Linked DNA regions of Sus scrofa: region 2 is linked to region 1. The links are chromatin contacts, called in public Hi-C maps. All regions are on one chromosome and are shown on one strand. Each heading gives the region's core, a stretch centred on a gene start, on an enhancer-like site or on the middle of the called end of the contact. The rest is flanking DNA. Distances are from core to core; before and after follow the strand shown. Region 1 holds the start of MTSS1 (metastasis suppressor protein 1). Region 2 overlaps MTSS1 (metastasis suppressor protein 1).

Evidence for each region. Hi-C and Micro-C count contacts between places; a contact is called where the count stands out from the background.
Region 2: a Hi-C map of liver shows a contact between it and region 1, with 3 times the contacts expected there. The contact joins the enhancer-like site here to the promoter of MTSS1 in region 1. A contact is called at or near these places in 2 of 5 promoter capture datasets (both in liver), 6 of 47 Hi-C or Micro-C datasets (fetal liver, liver and skeletal muscle) and 2 of 2 datasets of contacts at active chromatin or transcription factors (alveolar macrophages and skeletal muscle).

The regions. Positions count from the first base shown.
Region 1 is chr4:14,931,867-14,934,804 of Sscrofa11.1, reverse strand. It overlaps MTSS1 (metastasis suppressor protein 1), which reads right to left and starts at 1,515. Exons shown (of 15, transcript XM_021088945.1): 1 at 867-1,515. The coding sequence starts at 938. It overlaps LOC106509968 (a long non-coding RNA gene), which reads right to left and starts at 858. Exons shown (of 2, transcript XR_002343109.1): 1 at 1-858.
Region 2 is chr4:14,981,274-14,984,211 of Sscrofa11.1, reverse strand. The region is part of intron 3 of MTSS1 (metastasis suppressor protein 1); the gene reads right to left. Among named protein-coding and RNA genes, the nearest start is that of MTSS1, 49 kb to the right of the region's middle. Within about 2 kb of position 1,406, at least 19 of the 83 cell types and tissues checked have an H3K27ac peak or open chromatin away from gene starts, as enhancers often do. A contact at or near this core is called in alveolar macrophages, fetal liver and liver, where this site is marked.

The DNA of each region.
Region 1 (2,938 bases), core at 266-2,765:
CTTTGCAGGAAAAAGCCAGGGTGTTGTTCCCCGCCCCCAACACACACGCGCGCCCGTGCGCGCAAGCACACACACGCGCGCACACACACACACACACACACACACAGTGCTCACAATCCTTCCAAGCGAAAACCTGGAGTCTATGTCTCTTGGTGGGTGGGGGATACAGTTGTTTAAGGCGACCTAGTCTTGCCTTCAGGCTGGGATCCTCATCCAGAGGAAGAGCCCCCATTCAGCTCCCCCACCGCAAGACTGCTTCGGAACTTCTGCTCCGCGCCCCGGGGAGGGCTGAGGGGAGGTATGCACACCTTCACCAGGTTTGGAAGAGCCTAATTAATACCTAATTTGCTCCGATCACCTCCAGGTGAATCTGAAAGCCAACGTGGGAGCCCTCTCAGTCTCATGGGCCGGGGAGCTCCTTCCCACCGCTGGGCAGAGCTCCCACGCTCTCCCCACTACCACGCCAGGCGCCTCCACCCCGAACCCCAGGGAATCAGGTGTCCGCCCAGGCATCTAGCCTCTGCGGGTCGCAGACACTCCGTCCAGCGACAGACAATAGAAAACTTGGAGCCGGGGCCCTTGGCCCCCAGGGAAACGAGATGGTGCCGCCCCCTGGGACAATGAGCGGGGGACAGGGCAGAGGGCATCAGATACCCCCAGAGAAGCCGCCCGCCAGGTGACCCAGCTTAGCCCGGAGCGGCGCCCCGGGTGAGCAGGTGACATCCGGGCCGGAGCGCTCCCGCAGGTGGCCGGCGGCCACCGCGCAGGCAAGGGCCCGGCGGCTGGCCCGGGGCGGAGGCGAAGCCTGGTAGCGAGGTCACTGTACGGCGGCCGCCGCCGCCGCAGCCGCGCCCCCGGCGTCCTACCTTCATGTCGCTGATGATAGTCTGGAAGAGGCCTCCGAGCGCGCTGCATTCCTTCTCAATCACAGCCTCCATTTTCCCAGCGCCAGCAGGGACAGGACACACACTCGGGGCCGCCTGGACTGTGTGCGGAGCTGGGGATCGCTCACCCCGGGAGTAATTTCACCCTCCGAGCGACCCACCTCCAACTCGCAGCCTCTTGTGCAAAGAGGACGAAATGCCCGAGATCGACTGTTCTCTGCCCAAAATAATAAAATAATTTAAAAAGCCAAACCGCTCTGTAGGGCGCCTACATGCAGTGCTCTGCTCCTGGCCTTAAAAATGCCCGGACAAGACTGACAATCAGGCCACCACTGGTGCCCACGGCAGAAACAGCAAAGCCCATCTTGAAAAAGAGAAAACCGCCCGCTGACCCGGGGCCAGCGCCATTTAAAAATGCAAGATTTTCTAATTTAACAAACGTTCTTGAAATTAAAAAAAAAAAAAAATCGCCCAGCTGCAAGAACGGGTCTGCTCGAGACGCCGGGATCTGTTGCTCGCAGCCACGGCCGCCGCCTCCTTTTCAGTCCTGCGCGCCGGGCCCGGGCGCTCGCTCCAGCTGGGCTCCCGGGGACGTTCGCAGGGGCGCACGCGCGCTCGCGGCCGTGCGTCCGGCGCGGGGAGGGCGCGCTCTCGGGGCCGTGCGTCCGCCGCACGCGGGCGGGGCTGGGAGCGCGTGCCCGGGAGGCGCGTGGGGCGCCGGCCTCGGAGAGGAGCCGGCTGGCGGGTGAGCGTGCTAGCGGTGCGAGAAGGATTCCGCCCCTGTGGGAGCCTCCTGCGCCGAGCAGCCCCCTTTCTCCTAGGCGGCTGGTTGCGGAGCCGAGAGGGCGTGTCGGCACGCGGTTAGGCGCCCACCCGACAATGGCTGCAAGCGCCCGGCACGGAGGGTGCAGCCGCCGACCTCGGGGACAAGCACGCTGGCACGCTTAGCGCAGTACCTCGCATCTAGGGAGCGCTCGATAGGGCGGGAAAACTGCCGTTGCTGCTGCCGCCGCTGCTACTGCAGGCTTCCGAGAAGAGGCCCGTTCGTTCTGTGTTATCAGAACTGCTACGCCAAGTCTTGATTGCAAACAGCCGAATATGTAATTAAGGAGAGTTCGGAGGCGTATCCTGCAGCGGGATGCCCAGTTCAATCAAGTTGCCGGACGCTGGGAAAGTGGATTGATTTGACATTGCAAAATAAATAGCGTTAGAACTTCCATGTGCTATTTTCATTACTTTATAGAGATTGCTGACTGCTCGTGCCTTGGACCGTTGTTTTCCAGGCGCACTGAAGACATCGGGTGTTGGCGTCACTGCAATGAGCCTGGTGGAGAGGTTTAACCTGGAAAAAGCACAAGTGGGCCCAGGTTGATTTGGGGGTTGGTGGTTCATTTACCCAATTCCACCGCCTAACTGCACAGAGATCCCTCATTTAGATCAATATCAACTAGGCAAGGAGGAGGGGAATCAAATAAAAAGCTTTTGAAAGACCTTCAAGCGTAAGCCCCCGAGTCTGGGCTGTTCCCTTGACCCTTGAGCTTTGAGCTGGGTTTGAAGCACAAAGCAGGACAAAAAGAAAATAGGTGTGTGGGAAGGAAGGTAATGAGGAACCACGTGCAAAATGCTGGAGAGACTTATATCAGACTCAGAAATAGGAAAAAGCTGGCTTTGAAAACGGCTTGAGCCAAAGAAATGCATGGAGCTGCAGATCAGCTGCAGAAAATCATTTTCCCCTGGGCCACTCTGCCCCACTCTTAACCACAACCCCCCTCTCCACCCCTCTTCCCCAAATCATGAGGGGTGTTACTTCTGGAATTCTGATCTCTTGGGCAACCTACTGGCTTCTGTCTCCAAGGTCATTTGGATGCATAAGGTTTCATCTTCACTTTGTCAATAACAGTGCTTGACAGATAGTTGACTCTTAATCATATTCATTATTATGATTTTAATGCTAACGGTATTATACTAATCAGGATCGCTGCTTGTAGAGCCAGATTTCCTGGGTTCAAACCCCAGTTTAATACCCACTATTGGGGAGTTCCCGTCATGGCTCA
Region 2 (2,938 bases), core at 157-2,656, 50 kb before region 1:
ACATTCTTTAAATTTAGTCTTTTATTATCTTCACCAGAACCTTTCTTTTTAGGGATTTAGGGTTAGCAAAACAGTAAGTCAGGTTCTCCTGATTGCTATTTATACCCTAAGCCCTGGGAAACACACAGAGAAAACACGGAGTTCCATGGGGAGTTTCAGGTTTCGGTATATAAAGCGTGAGAGACAGACGGGTCCCTCCAGGAGAGATTTTCTTAATAGCAACTTCTTTTCTGGCTGGGACCACCACACCTACGGCACAGGGCTTCTCCAACAACTCAATCCCCAGCTCAGAATCCCAGGCAAGGCCCAGCAGCAGGCAGCCCAGGGCCAGGGGTGAGACGGCATCTCCTCCAAAAGGCCCCCATCCCTCCAGACATCCAGCCTGCAGGGGCCAGGGCCAGCCAGCTGTGGCCTCTGATCTCAGTTCAAAGTGACAAAGAAGGAAGCCCCTAGCAAGGTGAGAGCACACAGGCAGAGCAGCGTCACTCCCAGGTAAAAGCAAGGAGGAGAGCTGTAAGGGAAAAAAAGGGGAGTTCCCATCGTGGCTCAGAGGTTAACAAATCCGACTAGGAATGATGAGGTTGCAGGTTCGATTCCTGGCCTCACTCAGTGGGTTAAGGATCCGGTGTGGCCATGAGCTGTGGTGTAGGTTGCAGATGCGACTCGGATCCTGCGTTGCTGTGGCTCTGGTGTAGGCCGGTGGCTACAGCTCCGATTAGACCCCTAGCCTGGGAACCTCCATATGCTGTGGGAAGCGGCCCTAAAAACGGCAAAAAAAAAAAAAAAAAAAAAAAAAGACAGAAAAAAAAGGCTATTTGTATGTCACGACCATGGCACTTGGCTTCCAGGGTGCACTATATAACATGCCTATTGTATTAGTCGTTTATAAAATACCTATTACACTAATAGTATATTATTACAATACTTCTATCATAGAATCTCTTTGAAAGATCACCCGGGACCTGATCACCAAGGGGCTCTTAATAGAGAAACTCAATAACCCGCTGCAGGTGTCAGGGAACGTTCCCGGGGCCGGGTTCAGGGCTTCTACTGTATGAATGAAGGGCACGCCCCTCGAGCAAAGCAGGTGCTCTCACAGCCACTCCAGCCGCCTCTTAGACAGCGGCTGCTCTGCATCTATTCGAACCCCAGCGCTCCGTCCTCCAAGAGGAAAGCTAAGCCAGCCCACAGAGACCCTCTGGGCCACAGGGGTGGTTTCTTTAGACCGCAGGAAGGGAGCTGCCTAATCGCATGGACACAAGTCAGCGATCTTATTCCAGGCTACCTGGGGAGGAAGGGGCAGAGCCGGAGCAGAAAGGAACCCCCGGCCCCCCTCACCACCCCCACCCCCACTGCGGTAAAGGCCCAAGGTCAGTGTTAGAGAAGAGGATCGTTGTGTTCCGCCTCCTCCCAAGTGAAAAGCTAGACTTTGGAATCGTTACACAAACGGTGGTGTTCAAACAACACAGGGAGCCGGGGCGTTCTTTTAAAGAAAGAGCAAATGATAAACTCAAGTCACTAAGTGTCCACTCGGCATCACCCCCCTCTTCAGCAGAGACAAGGGCCAACCCCGGGACTCCTGCGGTGGTCACATCGGAGAAACTATTTCCCCGTGAAAGGGACTCTTCTGCACCAGTCCCAGTTGTTATTGCTGGCGTGTGTGTGTGTGTGTGTGTGTGTGTGTAAGTATTTAAAACATCCACAATGAAAATATACCCATCCTACACATATTTCATATTATCTCAATGATAATGGCAGCCTGACCACTGTTCAGTTTAAATCAACACCCTCTCTCTCTCTCAGAACAACTCTTGTATAAGGATTCATTGATCTACTCTATATCAAGCATGTTGCAGCACAGTGCCTGGCACATTCGTGCACACTGATAAACAAGAGCTTTTTCTTCACTCTAATAGTTTAGCACTTGCAGGCTACGAGGGGCCAGGCCCTTCACACCTATTCTCAAAGGCTCTTCCCCGCAACCCTACATAGGTGCCATAATCAAGTCCACTTCACAGATGAGGAAACTGAGGTACACAGAGATGAAAGCAACTTGCCAAAGGTCACACCACAAAACAAAAACAAAAACAAAAACAAAACAAAAGGCACAGGCTGTCATTCAATCCAAATCAAAGGTTCTTCACCAGCAAGCTCTGCAATTTCTTAACTCTAACAACAAAGGCACGTTTGCACCAGAAGAACTTTTCCATTTCATGCTGCACTGATTTTTGTGGTTATGTGTATGCAGAGCGAAAGCAGGATGGGGAAGCCACTTATTACCGTGTGTGCCACCGCCGTCTTCAGCAGCCTCCCTCCCTCGTGCTGGGCTCAGCCCTGCTGGCTGCAAGCCTCTCCCTGTAGCCTCCATTCTTATGGGGTAAGAACATAGAGAGGAGGCTGGAGCAGCCAGTCTTGGCCCCTGTGAGGCAGCATGAAGCCTGCAGTCAGGAAGGAGGAGGCCAGACACAGTGCACAGGGTGAAGTGGGCTGCCTGGGCCAAGGGCTAAGTGCAAGGCCAGCTAAGCAGCTGCCCGCCAAGCTCTGTTTCAGAGGAGGGGGCAAGAGTGGGGAGGGGCGAGGACCAGGACATCTTCCTCCGGTGAATGTGCACAAACACCCCCCCGCCCCCGTGACTAGACACAGACAGCATTTCATGCCAAATTTATATGGAACACAATCAAACAAAACGAGAGTGTCTGAAGCTTAAATCACATCCTGAAGAAAACAAAAATGGCTTAAGCTTTACTTAGAGCAGCCAAGATATAGAAGCAACCTAAAGCATCCATGGATGGATAACAAATATGTGGTATTATACACACACACACACACACACACTGGAATACTATTCATCCATAAAAAAACACAATTTTGCCATGTGGGGCCACATGGATGGACTTGGAGGGCATTATGCTAAGTGAAATAAATTAGAAAGGTAAAT